Linked DNA regions of Mus musculus: regions 1 and 2 are each linked to region 3. A link is a contact called in public Hi-C data. All regions are on one chromosome and are shown on one strand. Each heading gives the region's core, a stretch centred on a gene start, on an enhancer-like site or on the middle of the called end of the contact. The rest is flanking DNA. Distances are from core to core; before and after follow the strand shown.

The links. Hi-C and Micro-C count contacts between places; a contact is called where the count stands out from the background.
Region 1: a contact with region 3 is called in a Hi-C map of embryonic stem cells, with 2.3 times the contacts expected there. The contact joins two enhancer-like sites. A contact is called at or near these places in 1 of 39 promoter capture datasets (stem cell-derived epiblast-like cells), 2 of 484 Hi-C or Micro-C datasets (both in embryonic stem cells) and 3 of 115 datasets of contacts at active chromatin or transcription factors (all in embryonic stem cells).
Region 2: a Hi-C map of embryonic stem cells shows a contact between it and region 3, with 2.2 times the contacts expected there. The contact joins two enhancer-like sites.

The regions. Positions count from the first base shown.
Region 1 is chr15:7,114,496-7,117,195 of GRCm38.p6, reverse strand. It overlaps a transcript of Lifr not described here. Among named protein-coding and RNA genes, the nearest start is that of Lifr, 14 kb to the left of the region's middle. Within about 2 kb of position 1,390, at least 61 of the 459 cell types and tissues checked have an H3K27ac peak or open chromatin away from gene starts, as enhancers often do. A contact at or near this core is called in embryonic stem cells, where this site is marked.
Region 2 is chr15:7,080,564-7,083,274 of GRCm38.p6, reverse strand. No RefSeq gene overlaps it. Among named protein-coding and RNA genes, the nearest start is that of Gm30971, 7.6 kb to the right of the region's middle. Within about 2 kb of position 1,399, at least 27 of the 459 cell types and tissues checked have an H3K27ac peak or open chromatin away from gene starts, as enhancers often do. A contact at or near this core is called in embryonic stem cells, where this site is marked.
Region 3 is chr15:6,627,930-6,630,629 of GRCm38.p6, reverse strand. Fyb (FYN binding protein) reads right to left here. Exons shown (of 18, transcript NM_011815.5): 3 at 512-558. The region is part of intron 2 of Gm2245 (predicted gene 2245); the gene reads left to right. Among named protein-coding and RNA genes, the nearest start is that of Gm2245, 25 kb to the left of the region's middle. Within about 2 kb of position 1,374, at least 2 of the 459 cell types and tissues checked have an H3K27ac peak or open chromatin away from gene starts, as enhancers often do. A contact at or near this core is called in embryonic stem cells, where this site is marked.

The DNA of each region.
Region 1 (2,700 bases), core at 141-2,640, 490 kb before region 3:
AGGGTCAAATATGAGGCATCATGAATTTTTTAGCACAGTATTATGTTATGATATAATTTTAATGTATGAGTGGAAATATTAAACAATGATTTGCTAGTGTTAGGTGGGAAACAATGTCTCCTTGAAACAACTCTGGAAAGTTTGGGGGTGGACACAGCACCCAGATTTCTTTTAGTGTGCTTCTTTTCCTGAAACTTTTAACATCTCAAAAGGGAGACAGAGCTTTCGACAAGGTCAAAGTCACTTAACTGAAGCCTGCTATTGTGTTTCCTGACCTAAAACTTTAACATCTCAAAATGAAGACAAAGCTTTTGACATGCCAAAGTCAATCACTCTGGGCCTGCAGGGCTTGGCCCTGGAATACCTCGGACTACGTTCAATTCTGTGCATAAACAAAGGATTGTGTTATTTACTAACACATTATTTAATTGCTATAGCTTAAGCCTCCTTTATCTTTTTGTATTATTAAAGAGAACAAATTATTCAAACCATTTATGTAAGACTCTTATAGGTACTCAATAATCACTATTAAAAGTATCACCCCAGTGTCACTTTCTAAGCAGGTCTACTTTTTGCATTAGGAAACAATTCAGTATGTCTACACACTCAAGATCTGCACAGTTTAGCTTCTGCTTCCTTTCTAACCTCCTCTCCCACCATCCTCCTTGTGGTCTAGCCCTTGATCCACACACAGCTGGCTTTGCAGTTTGGATTATTTTATTAGTTCACTGGAAGAGAATGGAGCCCTAGAGAATGGAGTCATACAGACCAACTCACGAGAGATTAATGTGTAATGCACAACTGATTTCCCCATTCAGACAAGCCAGATGTTTGTGTTGTTGGTGACCTTGTTTTTGGAAAAGGAGTCAATGAGAATTTGTGAGCTAGAATCTGTGCCCAAGGAGGAATCTTACTTCTGCTTACTAACTGGGTAATCCCAGGTCAGGAGAGCAGGAGACTTTCTAGTATGCAATCTGCATCAAAACACTGGGGATAACCTTAGGCTTTATCTCTGGGTCATAGTTGTGACAATTAAATGGGAGACTATGCCTCTAGCATAGCACTTAAGACCACACTACTGTGTGCAGTCAGCCACCAGCCAATATTAGCTATTGTTTCTAGAAGGGAGGCCTAGCAAAAAACGTGTAAAGGGAGTTAGTGTCAGACAACTTATTTTTCCAAGATCTATTAATTGTGTAGGTTCCGGTTGATAGCTTCATCCATTCAATAGTTACAATGAAATAGTGTCAAACATTACAGAAGTTCCTCCGGAGTCCGCGGTCCTGTTATTTGCATATGTAAATGAATGCATTCTTGGACATGGAAATGCAAATTCACAAAGCCTCTATTGTTCTGCTTACCCATCTTCCACTTAAAGTGCTTACAAGGTAATCAAGACAGAGTGCCTTAGCTCAGAGCTCTCAAGTCATTGCTACTCTGCTTCACACAGTTCCAACCACTGTTTCCTTCATTGCTGGCCACCTTATTTTTGAGACAGGGTCTTTCTTTGAAACCACAGCTCACTGATTCTGCTAAGATGGCCTCAGGAGCCCCCTCTCTCCACAGCTGTGGGGTTAGAATTGCTGTCACTACCTGTGACTATCACGTCTCTCTTTCCTCACACATTCTGAACTCCTCATCCTGCCCAGGATTCCGTGAAGTTGTTTCATTTCCTGGAATCTCTCCCCACCCACCTACTCTTTGTCCTGACTCCAAACTATTGGCTTCGGGAATTCCTCCCAGGTCCCTCAGGCCTTCATCATCTTTAGAATCAAGTGTTCCTCCTTTTCTGTGCTCTTCCTCAGTCAAATCATGCTGAAGGACCAACTGGACAAGAGCATTTCCCTTTTGTTTCCTCCAGGGCCCTTCACGTAGGCACTTAGTCAGTCTATACATAAATGAGTAGATTTACGCTGTGTAACAGCCTGGGCTTTCCTGTGATGTAAAGTTCAAGTTCAGGCTCTGAGCTGTCACATGACGCATTCTGTTGCACAGTCATGATTGGCAGAGGAAGACGTAAGCTCATATTTTCCCAATTCTGGGGGAAAGTGATGGCACTGGGCCCATCAATCATCCAAACTGAGCTGTACCCTTTTCCTAAGGACATAGCTGGCCTTCTATCAGTATAGCCTTCTATCCCCACCACTACCCCATTACACATAGTAGTTTCTACAACCTCCATGTGTACCCCTCCATCATTCTCCTTAGCTTAAACTTCACTCAGCTTAAGCTATACCCATCTCTACCCTCAGTGACAGCCCTTCCCATCCCTAACTCTGATGTTGCCTTTTATTCTTGAATCTATTCAAACCTTCATTTTCATTATATGAGTGTGTGTGTGTGTATATATATTGTTTTATTACTACCTGTAATAATTTATTTTTTCATCTTATCAAGACAGCCTGTGTCTTTCTGCCTTAGAAATATATGCCCAACAAAAATGTAGACCTTCACCTCTTGGTATCTAAGATGAATTGGTTCCTAGACCCCCTATCAATCCTAAATCTCTTATATAGAATGACATAGAACTTTAGTTGTGTGTGTGTGTGTGTGTGTGTGTGTGTGTGTGTGTATAAAAATCTGGGCAGTTTAAATACATCTCTAGATTGCTTATACTGCCTAAGGCAATGTAAATTCTACAAAGATAGTTCTCTTTTATTATTGTTTAAATAAAAATGATCAGTAAAAAGGCTCTGTATT
Region 2 (2,711 bases), core at 150-2,649, 450 kb before region 3:
TGAGATGGAATCTCAACAAACGCTCTCCCTCTTGTTATCTGAGTCTGTCCTGCAAAGCAACTACAAATTGGATATTGTTTTACATGCTTTGTGGAGTAAAACAGGATCCAGGCCTAAAATGCTCAGTGCTACATAGCTTCACTTTAGGTATGGGGCCAGGCTCTAGATTTGGGCCTATCATTCTACCCATACACAACCCCTGCCTATCAAGGGGCATGCGCTTCCACTGAGCAAGTGTGACTTAGAAGCAGCCAGGTGTATGCCCATGGCTTACAGGTTGGCAAGTGGCTCACATGTCTCATGCCACAATTCAGATGAGAGCCAGCATGCGTGTTCACAATCCTTAGAAAATGAAGCTGATGCCATCCTTTTCTAACTTCAGGAACCAATGGGTCACTTTCCCCTTTGTCTTGTCAAAACAACTCCTACTTCACAAACTGTTTGCTAACGTTTCAGAAACAATCTGTAGAAATGTGTTCTTGGAACTAATATATAGGCATATATATATATATATATACACACACATATATATATGAAATGTATATATATCATGGAATATATATACATATGTATATATCATGGGAAAATTCCTATATATTAGCATATATATATATATACACACACACATATATATGGATACATATATACACACACACACACATATATATAGATATAGATGATGTAGATGTAGATATATACATATACTTTGGGATGCCTTTCTTTGATTGTTTAACACTTATTCAAGAATTTAAACTCAAATGTTCAGTTTGTGGAACCACTTTGAGAACGGCTAATGATATATTTCCAGAGCCCATGGCTGCCCTGTGTCTCATCCCCTCATCTGAAGATCAACTAGCTCTGCAGGACCTACAGGGTCAGAGAGGGTCTGTGGCCACACTTGTCTTTTCACTCTCAGGACTGCCTCTTCAAACAAGGTAGTTTTCCTAAGTGCCTACCTCCACCCATACCCTTTTACTTTCTTTCCATTATCACATCCCCCCTCCCCCCACACACTGACATTTGCAGCCCTTCCTTTTGTCTGACCCTGTGGAACATCCCTAGGTATTTTCACTGCTCGCAGAGTGGAGACCTTTCTTTGAAAGGGAGTTGAGCGGCGGGTTAGCACACACCGCGGACTGTTGATTACTGAATGCTCTGGCAGAAGCCCACAGGTGATTTACTTCCTCCCCTGTGCCTTTGATCGACAAAGGGAAACAATGCCCAGAAAAGACCGGCAACTTTCCCTAAACTTCATTGACGGCCCGCGTTAAGATAGCATTGTCTGAACACAAGTAAGGGCAAGTGCTCAAGGTCGCACGCCAGGCTAGGGATGGCAGTGAGCTCAGAATCGCAGCGCAGGGCGTAATGTGGCTGCACAGGCTAGGTTCCAGCCCACCTCTCAAGACGATGCCTGTATTCAAGACATGTTCATCCAGGTAGGCTGCCTTGTATGGCTTCAGTGGGAAAGGATACAGAGACTTGAATTGCCAGGGTTGGGGTTACCCATGGGGGGCCCCTACCTGCTCACAAGAGAAGAGGGGATGGGGGAAGGATTGTGGGAGAGGGTGATTGGGAGGGGGACAGTGGGTGGAATGTAAAGTGGATAAGTATACACACACACACACACACACACACACACACACACACATAATGATATGCCTCTGTGTTGCAAGAATGCTTCTTCCAGAGATAACCTATGTATACGTAAGGGTTTTATTTTTTAAAATACATAAAAACATGATATTGTCATAGCACTGTCGGACTCACTGCCCACCTCCCCAGTGCACGGACAAGGAAAGGAAGGCAGGGAGAGCGAGGCAGAACCTTCTGGATGTCTGCCGGAACTCCTGCCCACGTCACTCTGTTGTGTTTCTACTCAGTATGATTACAGAGATCTCATTGTTAAAGAGTGTGCTTTTTGAGTTTCCTGCTTTTCGGCAAACTGAAGAAAACATGGCCTGGTTCTTTCCCCCCCTTTTCTATTTGCCTTTCCAACCTTCAGCTTCCATGGCCTTAAAAAAAAGTACTTGAAAGATGAGCTGATCCAAAAGCAGCCTGTTTGCAACCTGATAGGAGACCTGGAGCGGCACCAGCTAGACAGAGGCGGGGGGGGGGGGGGGGGGGGGGGGTTCTCGGAGCGCCTTTCAACAATTTTTCCAAGTGGCAACTGGTTCATTTCCACTGAAACACCGGAAGATGCTCGGTGAGCGGTACCTTTCCTAAGCTGGTAGGAGTGGTGGTAATTACATACCTCAGCAGTGGAAATGAGGAGCTTAGAGAGCCTTTCTTGATTAATGTTCAATGAACACTCAAAGTCCTTTGCGTTTAGATGCAGGCACAAGTAAAGTCCAGACTGAACCGTGTCCCATGCACAGAGGCCAGAATTCTTATTAAAGCAGATGTTTGGTGGAGCAGATACCATCTGACAACACTTTCAGGTTTTTGGGTTTTGGGTTTTTTTTTTGTTTTGTTTTGTTTTTTTGTTTTTGTTTTTGTTTTTTTTTTTCGAGACAGAGTTTCTCTGTGTAGCCCTGGCTGTCCTGGATCTCACTTTGTAGATCAGGCTGGCCTCGAACTCAGAAATCCTCCTGCCTCTGCCTCCCAAGTGCTGGGATTACAGGAGTGCGCCACCAAGCCCGGCAACACTCTCAGTTTTGCCGTTCATGATGCTATATAGAAGGAGCAGTCGAGTGTGAACCAGCTCTGGAATG
Region 3 (2,700 bases), core at 125-2,624:
TACCTTGGAGCACATAACCAGCCTTTCCACTGCCATTTCTCTGTGAAGAAATGGCGTCTCTGAGGTCCACCTGGATGAGACCATAGAGGAGCACTGCAGTGTTTCTTCACTCCCAGTGAGGCAGATGTGCATTCCATGCTGTGCTGGGCGGTGCCTACTAACCACACACTAAATGTGTGCACAGTCATGGAGTAGAGGCTGGAAAACCCATGCACTGAGTGTTCTCAAAAAGAAAACTTGAGAATCTGCTTTTCATATAAGTTACGTGTGTCCTTACATATAATCATATGAGAAGAATATGTACAAATGCACACTGAGTGTTGTAGGATGTTGTCTGTAGTGAGAAAGAGAAGGAAATGGAGCATGAGAATGCTAAGAAATAAGTAAAACAGGGGACCTGGCATAGGCCAGTGATGGTAACTGGCCATTAAGGATGCCATGACATTTAACTAATTCAAACATGTACTTCAGATTTTAAAAAAAAAGGAAGAAGAAGAAAGTTACTCCTTACCATCAGAGTGCATGACACCATCTTGATTTTCGTCATTTATAGGATGTCTGAAAACAAGAAAGAAAGAAAAGAAAAACACCCATGAGAATAAAGTAGAAGCTTGCCTTAAAGTGAAAATATACATAAACATATACATATAAATGGAAATTTCTTCTGGCCTCAGTAGACACTCAGTGTGTATACAGCACACATACATACAGGCAAAACACTCTCACACATAAAATAATGATAAATAACATAAAAAATACACTATCATCTAGACACAAGCTTTACACCAAACCAAAAATAAAACAGTAAGAAAGAAAAACCAAATGTCATCAAGCCAACTTTGCATTCAATTAGCAATCTTCAGGAGGCAGAGAATCTTCTAATAGAGACCCAGTCAGCAAAACCCAGACAAGGCTAGCCATAACATCCACAAGCAAACAATCTGATTTCCTTAATAAATAAATTGCAAGGAAAAAAAAAGAAAAACTGAGGTGGTAGGCAAACCTCCGTGCGAAAGGTATAAATGCATGAATACATAAAATATGAACATGAATTATCAAAGACTTTAGGCTGTGAGCTCTTAGTCAAAGTTAAGGCACACAGGCATACTACGACTGAAAAATTTAGCAGGTCAAGTTGGCCTTGACCTAATAACCTCCATGGTTCAAAACCTTGAGTGCTGGGATGAGAGGCCTGTGTCCTGCTGATGGCTGATTCGATATCTTATGCTAACACATGGGGTTTACTTAGTAATTTAATCACAAAAGCTCTTGGGTTCTTTAAAGGAACTGATTTAATTCCAAAGCTTTTACAGTGTCATGGGAGGGGTTTCTGTAGTGAAGTCTTTGGGACGTCCATTTAAGGCAGTGGTGCTTAGCCTGTGGGTCATGACCCACATTGGGAGTCTGTATCCGATATCCTGCATATAAGATATATGCATACAATGCATAACAGTAGCAAGATTACAGTTATGAAGTGGCAACAAAGTCATTTTATGATCGAAGGTCACCACAGCATTAGGAACTATATCAAACGATCACGGTCACAGCGTTAGGAAGGTTGAGAACCATTGGTTTAAGGTATTCAAAATCCTTAAAAAGGAAAGTCGGTATATTACATTTGTATATGGGACGTGCAACATCCCAGAATGGTTAAGTCACTTTAACCTTCAAGCCAACACGTTGAAGCCGCCTGAAGTTGGGTGGTCCAATCAGTAATGAACAATTGCTGTAGCTTTGTACTTACATACTTATTTATAATTGCGGTACTCTGGGGTTCAAAGCCAACCTGGACTATATAATAAGTTTCCATTTCAATGACAAAGCAAAGCAAAGAAAAAAGGATCCTGTTGGAAATAATTATTTAAATAAGATTGCTAGGTGTGGACAAGGAAGAACAAGTTTTACAATGGAAATTAAGTAATGTTTGGTTTCTGAGCTGGGGGAATGAAGTGCTTACTTTACATATCAAAGCAGATCTGGACTTAAGGTTCTCCCAGCATCCCTCAGTCCATACCTGGCACACCCTGCTCCCATCCCTGAACTTTCCAGCCTAGGGGTTGAGCTGCCCTTCCCCCAAAAGGCTCCTGCCTATATAATCCAGACATTTTGATCTCTCTCCCTCATTTCTCTTTCTCTTTCTCTCTTCGGGCACACACACTTTCTCCCCCCCCCCCCCCCCCCCCACACACACACACACTCATAGTGACTTCCCTGGCCTGGTCTTTGGGGTTAGTGAACTCATCCAAGAGCAGCTCCCCAATAAACCTGACTTCAATATATTCTAATCTGGCTTGAGTTGGCTCATTTCACTGGCAGAGAAATAACCTATCTCTTAACATAAGTCCTTCACCTTAGCTTTAAGGAATAGCATTTTACTGAGAACGTAAATACTCTGGACATAAAATACACTGACATTCAACCAATGAATGTCCTTTTCACGGTGAGCAGGGCGCAGGGCTGAGTAATGAACTCTGTTCTTCCACTGCTTTGCTTTTACAGAATCCTCACTCTGTCTCGGACACTCTCTTTCTCCATGCTTAGCTGGGGGGGGGGGGGGTTTACTGGGTTAATTCCATCTCTAAAATAAAATGAAATAAAATAAAATAAATAAAAATAAAGAACTGTTACTAGGGTGTGTGTGCGCGCGTGTGCGCGTGCGCGTGCGCGCACGGACACATGAGTAGAGGTCAGAAGAAGCAT